Linked DNA regions of Danio rerio: region 2 is linked to region 1. A link is a contact called in public Hi-C data. All regions are on one chromosome and are shown on one strand. The core of a region is the stretch at or near the end of the contact, and the rest is flanking DNA. Distances in the headings are between cores, read along the strand shown.

The links. Hi-C and Micro-C count contacts between places; a contact is called where the count stands out from the background.
Region 2: a Hi-C map of hematopoietic stem cells shows a contact between it and region 1, with 4 times the contacts expected there. The contact joins the promoter of naa80 here to the promoter of fsbp in region 1. A contact is called at or near these places in 3 of 18 Hi-C or Micro-C datasets (caudal fin, hematopoietic stem cells and skeletal muscle).

The regions. Positions count from the first base shown.
Region 1 is chr8:28,126,149-28,131,620 of GRCz12tu, reverse strand. It overlaps fsbp (fibrinogen silencer binding protein), which reads left to right and starts at 2,353. Exons shown (of 5, transcript XM_017357477.4): 1 at 2,353-2,428. It overlaps wdr6 (WD repeat domain 6), which reads right to left and starts at 2,080. Exons shown (of 7, transcript NM_001113654.1): 1 at 1,977-2,080; 2 at 17-143. The coding sequence starts at 113.
Region 2 is chr8:28,271,025-28,275,783 of GRCz12tu, reverse strand. naa80 (N-alpha-acetyltransferase 80, NatH catalytic subunit) reads right to left here and starts at 3,020. Exons shown (of 2, transcript XM_073910438.1): 1 at 2,784-3,020; 2 at 1-623. The coding sequence starts at 2,836. hyal3 (hyaluronidase 3) reads right to left here and starts at 2,834. Exons shown (of 4, transcript NM_001128293.1): 1 at 2,784-2,834.

The DNA.
Region 1 (5,472 bases), core at 1,104-3,603:
AATGAATGTCAGTCACCTGTCAAAAGAAAATCCTCCCCTAGGAATTCCAGTGCAGTGATGGGAGCAACAAGCACAGCACTCTTCACCACAGCAGACTCTACAGGAGATGCCATTTCACAGTCTGCACAGCAGGCTGTAGACTTCTGGGGCACACACACACACACACACACACAAACATTACAGCATTATTCATTACTGACTGATCTCCTGAAATGTCATTTTCAAAAGGCAGAACCTGAACAAATGCAAAATGCTTGCTATGGCATTTATTACACGATCAAATCGATGTTATGATATAATAATAATTAACCTACTAGAGCTGCTGGTCACATGGCAGTTACCAAAGCTACTAAATTTGTTTAAATAATTTGGAATAATATAAAACAGAGCTGTCCAAACTTGGACAAAAGTTGGCCCACGGTAACCTTTGATTTGGCCCTCCATCCCATCTAAGAGGAGAGGTAAAACGATGGGGAATTTTGGGGAGAATGCCAATTTTATTTTTACATAACTTTTGTTTTTGTAACTGTCGAGGTAAAAAAAAGGCAGACTGAAATTAAACGTTTCACATAAAGCTATGAAAAGCTATGAATGAAAGCTATGAATCAGAATTAATTTTAATTAATTAAAAAATATTTAAAGTAATTTGATGGATAGCGGACATTGCAGAAGACATCAGCAAGCCAATTAAGGCAAAATGATTTTTGTGTTATAAATGGGATTGTTTATGTTTTTTATTGTAAGATGTTCATTATAAAATGTACAAAAGTTTATAATTGTTAATGCAATAAAAATATTTTAAATGCAATAAATTATGGAATTAATTAATTTATATAATATAATAATAAATTAGAAAATAACATTGACAACTTCATGGTTTGGTATATTTACCTCTGGCCCACCACTCTCAATCAAGTTTAGTTTTTGGCCCTTCATAAGAAAAGGTTGGGACACCCCTGATATAAAATAATTTGGGGATACTTGGCAAAATTTGTTTTTAATACTGAAAAACAAAAATTAAAAGTTTCATATCTGATATAAATTGCATATTTTCCAATTAGTCTTTTTAATTTTAAACTGCAAGTAGTGTATATATAATTTATTATATGAAAAAAAAATTAAGTTTGAGGTTAATATGTCAGAAAGCTATCTTTCTGTATGATTTTGTTTGAGTGTTGAGGCAAATATTTCTGCTTGAAGTCGTTTCCCATTAATTTTCACTTCGGTCATTTTTTATCACAATTAACAAAAGTGTGATTATTATTTGTTGTTTCAGGAATATTTTAGCTCTTTATGAAGGCCTTTATAAATCAGATTAGGTAAAAAAAAAATAAATTAATGAATGAAAACATGTCAAAAATTGATAACTACATTTTAAATTAATTTATCATAATTGCAAAACAAAATTGAGTATTGTGCATCCTAATGCAAATATTATGTTGGATATTAATTTTATTTTACAGTAATTGAAATAAAACCACAACACCCTTACTTTAAAAATGTATTTCATTATCTTTACTTTAATTATTCTAGATTATTGACACATGATGTGGATTATTAAGATATGTCAAGTAAACAAACTTTCTTAACTGAATAATTAAGCCCAGACTAACATCACCCATTTACAATTAATTCCAGTTTCCTTTATATTACACGTATATCTGTACTTTGAAAATAACGTAAACCATCACTGTCTAAAGTTAGAAACAAATGATAAAGGGTCTTTAGCCAGCTGGTGTGCAATGACTGTTAACTGCAGTAGGATTAAATTCAATTTGAGATACATGATTTTCCAAAAGGCAGTTGCAATAAAATGTGCTTTTATAAACGATTATCGGTTTACTTTTTACAATAATGAACGTCAGTAACTTATCAGCAAGACATATTTACCATAAAGTGGATCTTCCAGCAGTGATTTTACACGTTTCTCGTACAGTTGTAGCAACCAAAATTCAATTAGCTTAAATTTCACAAACCTGTCTCCTGTAGAGATCGTGCCTTTATTTTAAAGACAATAAAAACAAGGTCGTTTATACTGCATCAAGCATGTTTCGTACTGTATGCATGTGTTTTCACTTCCTCGTTGACACCGAGTACCGTCCAATCGCGCTGTTCAATACTACACACACCGAACCACACTGACAACCGATTGGCTGAAACCAGTCCTGCGCTTTCCACTGTGAAAACGCGTAGATTTGTGCAATTTGCCAGATGCACAAACCATATGTATTGAGCAGATCTCATGAGAATGGTATACAAATCATACGAAATGCACAAACCAGTGAATTGCCTTTTTTTACGCCCTGAGCGTCATTTTGCGCATGTGTCTCCGGTCTGTTATTTAAATTTCTTATGGACCGCTTAAACCCAGGGGGTGGGGACAAAGTGTAATATTTTCGGGATAAAATCGACAGCCTGATGATTGCATGTAAGTAGTGTCAATGTGGATAATATAATAACAGTTGTCATACGCTGTGTGTGTGTAAATGCACAATAGCTTAATTAAGGAGAGTGGTCTCGGGATAGTCTTAAACCGCAGCTCGGGTTCACTTCTAGTGCGATGCTCGGGTTTAGCGCTATGGCTAGCATGACCGGCGGACAAATACAGTTATAACAATTAGTACCGTAACAATGAAAATGCTGCACCTGCACCTGTAGGACTTGGCGAGACATGCATTTAATTGCTTGATTTTTTTTTCTTTGTTCATTCTTTAATAACGATGCGATTCACTCTGAGCGAATTGTTCTTTTGAGTCTGACCATTAATGAATCAGTTGAGCTGGTACACAAAACCGAACGATTCCGAACCGAATCGCAGCGAGCCGAGCAAGCATTTGGCCTAAAAAAAAAAAAACTTGTGTTAAAGCAGCCACTAGAATATTTTGTACAAACATTAGTAGCAGCGCAGAGTTTAGTGCAAAAATACAAAGAATTGTCAGCCAAGAGTAGTCTTGTAAATATCTATTATGTTAATTGCAAAAATTACCTTTATGACAATTTATTTAACAAACTTAAAATTAATGTAAACATTTACAATGTATGTAGAAATAAAATTAAAAAGTCTCAAAGGGATATTTAAAAAAAAGAAAATTTACTGGAAATACGCCAGGGCCATCCAAACTCTGTGCTGGAGGGCCGGTGTTTTGCAGAGTTTAGCTCCAACCCTAATCAAACACACCTGGACCAGCCAATCAAGCAGGTGTGTTAAAGCAAGTTGAAGCTAAAGTCAAGACACCGGCCCTTCAGGACCGAGTTTGGACACATCTGTCCAAGGCCATCCAATTGTATAGTGACTAGGCACAGGATGATAACTGGCTAACATTTTCTTTTATACTGTTCCTAAGGTATTTGTAGTTTTTAAAATGTTTTTTATGACTAATTTAGTTTTTGGGCAGCAGTATCTCCAGAAGAAATTAACCCTCCACATCAAAAGCTACTGGTCAGCCTGCAATTCAGGAAATATTTGAGAAACAAATTATAAACTATAACATCCAAACATGCTTTAGACCTGAAAAGTGCAGAGACTTACTTTAAATCCAAAGAAAAGTATATCATCTTTGCTTCAAATTCCAAAAAAAGAATTACCGCTTGTGGTAACCGCTCTTTTAATGCAGTGTCTATGGGACAGGAAATTCAATTTTACTTTATTCTCTCCTCTGGCTGCCAATTCTTTTCCTCTTTTTGAACGTCTTTAAATAGGTATGTAAATTTTTTTTTAGATAGTTAGATATCAAAAGATGCCTTTTAAAGTTGCAAAGAAATCTGTTTTTGAAACTAATGAAGATTTTTATTATGTCGCCTGACATGTTTACTGTTTCAAAATATTGAAAATGTTTCTTAAAATAAAATGTGTTGTGTTCAAAGGGGGGGAAAGTTGTTTGTTTACCCAGACATTTAAAAAAACATAAACAACTCATTTTAGAGCGGTAATCACAATACCAAGAAACTGGGATATTTTTATCCAAGGTTATCATACCGTCAGAATCTTATACCAGCCCATACCTAGTAGTGACTTATTTAATTCAGTCTGTGTAAATAATTCATTACAGTTCAACTATTTATTTTTTTACAACATTATTCCACAGGCTCACCAAATGGTCCTGAATGTGTTTACAAATCTTGTCACATATCTGTAAATAATATTTCGTGGACAGACGGATCGATTTTCTTCATAAGACTTCAGTGTATGTACAGGAACAACTCATTAGTTTAGTTTTGCCTATATATATATATATATATATATATATATATATATATATATATATATTTATATATATTTCTTTGTTTGAGTCCCAAAGTTCTGGTAGCCATTGACTTGCATTTTATAAATGACCAATAATCCAAATGCAATCTCAAACATAACTGTAACTTATAGCGTGGAAAAAAGAATGCTATGGATCCCTTTCACACGCCTGTTATGATGCGTTTAACGGTCATCAGCATCTTAAATCCTTGAAAGTTTTAAAAATTTTGATTTAAAAAAAAAAACATATGAACATTAATGTGTATTTATGTCTGTAGTATATCATCTTTGCTTCAAATTCCAAAAAACGAATTACCGCTTGTGGTAACTGCTCTTTTAATGCAGTGTCTATGGGACAGGAAAGTAAATTTATTTTATTCTCTCCTCTGGCTGCCAATTCTTTTCCTCTTTTTGAACGTCTTTAAATAGGTATGTAAAAAATTTTTTGTTGTACTTTCCCATTTACTGGGCGCTAAGTTTTCCCAACTATGATGACTTCCTCTACTGAGAAACCCGTAAATGTGAAAAGAGTCTACAGTGGCAAGTGTTGACACAAAACATGTGAAATTTGATTGTGTCAGAATGCACAGTGTAACTGTCAACCAAGTGCACCATACATGCGTAAAAACTGAAGCCAAAACTGTTTGAGTGCCCCCCTGGTGGATGGCTGCAGTATAGGTCATAAATCCATATAAACTAATAGAATGTGCACAAAATATTCAATTTTTCAAAAAGATGGTTGTCATCATGCAGATGTATGTTCAAGTGTTTGTTTTTTCTTACATGTTTATTTAATTATTTGTTGCTATAGAAATGGGTCTGTTTGGGTCAGATTCAGTATTATGCAAATATCAAATATCAGATCAATTTTTTTTGTAAAAGATATCGTAATATACTGGCATTAATTTATGTAATCACCAGAGATGGATGTACATCATCCTTCATAAAAATTGTCATCTCAACAAATGTTTAGTGTCAAATGTCACAATGAATACATTTTACATGTAGACACTTCTGTAAACAAGGTAGGCCTGGTATGAACTTTATAAAGTTATTTTGTCATTCAATATAAGAGTCCAAAATCCTGCTTCCTCCACATAATTCAATAATAAGCATTCAAATTTCTACGCTTTGTTTTTGCTCAGTTAAATGCATAATCTAGGTCAGGGGTCATCAAACTTGTTCCTGGAGGGCTGGTGTACACATTAAACTCTGCATGTCTATGTGTA
Region 2 (4,759 bases), core at 1,771-4,270, 140 kb before region 1:
GTTGTGGTGGAGGAGGAGAAGAATAAATTTGAGGTGGTGGTGGAGGAGGAGGAGGAGCCGGAGGTAAAACAGAAGGTGTTGATTTAGCATGATTGGTAACCTTAAACTTCCTCTCTTCCTCCTCATTCTCGGCAGTCCTACAGAATCTGTGTAAAATCTCCATGGGCATGAAGGAGGCCAGAGTCCCCACGCTTTGGACAGGTTTGGAAAGCACAAACCCCAGATGGGCGTAGAAGTGTTGCTTATCGTGAGTAGTTAGGCACAATCGGGTACAGCCCCGTCCTTTGGCATAGCGTTCAACACCTTCCATAAGGATTCGGCCATAACCCTTCCCTCGCAATGATTTGCAAACCACTACCGACTCCACCAACAGACTTCGGCTGCCCAGAACGCGAGACAGGCGGGCATGACCGATGACCTTTTCATGTTGAGTCTGCCTCTCGCCCTGCAGTAGCAGGAGACACACGGGATAGTCGTGGCTGGACTGATGGAGTGAGTGAATTCGCGCCCCCATGCTGCGCTGCCATTGGTCATTGAGCAATTGGGCACACGCCTCCTCTAAATCCCAGCGCTCATGAAGAGGCTCAATTCGAAAGACTGTGCAGCTGACGTCACCATCACACCTGCACACACGCCAAGGGTACGTGGTCAACACAGGAGGGCCATCTCTGTTTTAAACTGTGCCTGATTAAACAGCTCTTTTTATAATAAAATAAAGGTTCTTATGTGCTTTGACGGTTTCATAAGGAACATTTAAAGGGATAGTTCAACCAAAAATGACTCACTGTTTTTTCACCCTCAAGTGGTTACAAATGTTCATGAGTGGCTTTATTCTGCTGTACACTAAAGACATTTTGAAGAAAGCTAATAACCTGACTTCCACGGTGCTACAAAAAACAAACACTTTGGAAGTCAATGGTTACAGGTTCTTAAAATTTCTTCTTTTTGTTGTTCAACAGATTAAAGAAAGTCAGGTTTGGAGCAAGTAAAGAGTGAGTAAATGATGACAGGATTTTTGATGGAAATCAGTTTTGTGTAAACTATTCCTTTACCATATATTGAAACTTCCCATAAACTATATGGTTTTGTACAGTAGAAAAAAAAGTTTCTTTAAAATGTTCTTCACATTTTTAAAAAAGGTTGTTTGGAAAACCAAAAACAGTTCTGCACAAACACCGCATTGTAATGTTTATTTTAAAAGGCACAGTTGCTGTTAAATATCCACATGCAGTGTAATCACAGTTAATAGTTAGAGGATTGTTCATTATTTACACCCATTTTTTCTGTATATAATATTATTATAATATTAAATACATATCGCAAGTATTAAAAAGTTATTAGATTTGGTAAACTTCAATAAGTTTCATTTATGTCCCAAAGTTTTTGGGTTTGGCTTGATGTATAAATGATAACAAAACTTTCATTTAGACAAGAACACAAAGTCAAATCTTGCAGATTTGGACCACAATGACTTACAACATTGACTTATAAATTAAGCAGGTGTGAGTTATAAAATTATTAACTTAATACATTGAAAAAAATATATATATATAATATGTATGTGTATATATATATATATATATATATATATATATATATATATATATATATATATATATATATATATATATATATATATATATATATTTAAGCCCAATCATGTGAGTAAATGACAGATGTTTCCTTATTTTACACAGAACATGAACATTTTTCTGTTAAGCGACATGCAGTGTGCTCAACAGTGTTGGACTAATCCTCTTGATTTCACAAACAAATGCAGTTATTTCTCTAACTTGCTGCAACAGCTGTCAGTTGTTTTTAACACCCAGTTTTCCTCACCATCATGTCTAAAGTCACTTTCACAGCCAGTAGCTTAATTAATAAAAAGCCAGATGCACATTTTAATTCACAGCGTTCGAGCAACAAACACATTCAATAGGAGTTTCTCATACATAGCACATATTAAAAATATATATCTGCACATGTACAAAAAAAAACATCAAAGGAAGTCAGGAAGCTGTGGGCTGGATGTGTGATTCCTGTGTTACACCACATAGAAGTCATGCTAATGTGAACCGTTTGAATAAAGACAGACATCTAAACTTACATATACAAAAATATATAGCTTTAACATTCATGTTTAGTTTAGACATGCTTTTCTTTAGTCTCTGGGCTGTGTCATTTCACAGGTCAGAAAACACCAAACTCACTAAATTTGGTACAAAACGTTGTGACATTTGAATAACATTTCATACATTAAACATTCAAAAAATGACATTAAAGTTCACCTAAATAAGAAGATTCTGTCAATAATTATTTGAACTCATCCTGTGTGATTTTCTTTCTTTCTTTCTTTCATGGAATGTAGAAGATATTTCGAATAATGTTAAAGCCCGCTGGCTTTCACTATATGGACTAAAGAAGAAAAAAAATTTAAAGAAAAAGAAAAAAAAATGAAAGAAAACAAAAAGTACTTTAGACCATTCTTCAAAACTTCTTCTTTCATGTTCCATGTGATAAAGCTACAGGCTTGGTATGACACAAAGTTAATTAGATGACAGAAGTTTCTTTTTTGAGGGAATTAATCATACTTTTGATGGCAAAAAAATAAAACTAACATTACACTAAACAATGTTAACGGAGACAGCATAGCGACATACAGCAATTTTTATTTTACTATTAAATTAAAAACAAAGAAAAACAAAAAATGCAAATCTTACTAAATCACAATAAACAAAAATAATAAAAATATCTAAAAAATGAATCAAAATAATCGATCTCACCTGCAGAGCTTAGAGACAAAACGGCCAGTTAATGTTTCAAAACTCTTTCTCATGCAACTGAGGCTTAAAATAAGGAAATGCAAGACATGTAAATGATCTCTTTCTCTGTACCGGGTAGCACTGGTCTGGGATTAGCTTAGCCAGTTATCTTGTAGTCGTTACAGACATTTTGATGTGGAGAAGACTGATTCTAGATCAGTAGTAGAAGGAAATGACTATTAACAGCTTTTTGACTTTACTGAGACAAGTGTGAAATGCTGATAGGAAGTATGTGGGCTCCGTGCTATCAATATTTGCAGGACCTAATATAAAATAACTAAAATAATAGTTAAAGATTTTAAATCTGGGGGTTAAGTTTGGAGCTTGTGTTGCATTGAGTTTGTTTCATTCAGACTGCAGGACAAAAATACATTTTCTGAAGCAAATCACAAACATAATTCTGACAATCCCCTTACAAAAACAGCATCAAAAACTTGTTTGTTTTTTTAAGTTACACCAAAGTTAACCACAAATAAACCATGGTTTTACTACTTTAACTATAGTTTATCTATTGTATGTCCAAGTAAATTTATGGCTATACTAACGTTACTGGTAATCGATGTGACGACAAAACATTTACTATAGTTACAGTTTACTATAATAAACCGCGAATCCGCGATTAATTTATTTAAGGTTAAACGGGAGCTAAAGAGAGGTTGATTCCACATTTTTTTTACAATTGAAAAGACATTGTAATCTGTCGTATTATGTTTATAACGTAACTTTCTAAAAGACAGTCTCTTGAAAACGTTATGAACTACATGCCTCAGCACACAAGACCACAACGCGACATTCGACTTCAAAACAAGTCTGATGCGGAGAGATAAATCAACAAACACTCATGATTCTCGTTGGCTGTTGACACATGCTGTGTATTTTGGGTTTAGTTTGAATCTATGTGATACCTACATGCTGGAAACTTTATAGCTGGCACAGCAGCAGCTGTTTTGAATCTCCCTCTTCTTCTGGTGGAGTAGATCAGACAGCGCCTTAGTTTACTTACTGCCACCTACTGGATATCCCGAGAGTTTCACACGATCTAAGTACAGTGTACAATAAGTATACTTATATTCTTTATAACACTTAATGTAGTTACAATAATCCATACGTGTATTATAAAATATTATTTTATTAAAATTAATATTTTACTACAGGCAGGCCTCGACTTTAAGTATTAATTTCTTTGTATGAGTTTGAAATGGACCTAACACAGTGACAAAGCAAGAAGCAAACTATTTGTTTTTACTCCGAGTGAGAAGACAACTCAGAAATGTCTCTGTGGCTCAATACAACCCCTTAGAAAAATTCTACCAAACACTGCAAAACAATTTAATGTTTTATTCTGAGATAACGGTTGGGCAGAACAAATGATCAGTAAAGGTATAGTTCCTTGGTCCCACTTTATTTAAGGTGGCTTTAACTACTATGTAGTTGAATCAAAAATAAATGAATATGAACTAACTGTTCATAATGTATGTTCTGGTGCTTCTGAGGTTGGATAAGGGTAGGGGTTAGGGACAGGTTTATTGCTATGGGTAAAGTTTAAGGGTGTACTGTATAAAATGCAGGCTTCGACACAATTCCTTCATGTTGTCCCAACACAAATTAAGTTAAATTAACCATCTTCATAAATTTAAGTTGACTGAACATAAAAATATCAGTTGTCCCAAAAAAAAAAACTTAATTATGTTGTTTCAACTCATTTTAAACAAGTAGTTTGAACAAGAAGGAAAAAGTTAAGGTGTAAGGATAAAGATAGTGAAGTGTGTAATTTCAGAAATTAATTAGATATAATTACACCCAGGTATTTAATCAATCATAAGTATAAAGTAAAACATGTATTTACAAAATAAGTACGTTGTATAAAAAGATTAAATTTGTTAAAGTATTCTACTTGTTTGGGCATCATTGTGGCGCAGTGTGTAGCACAATCGCCT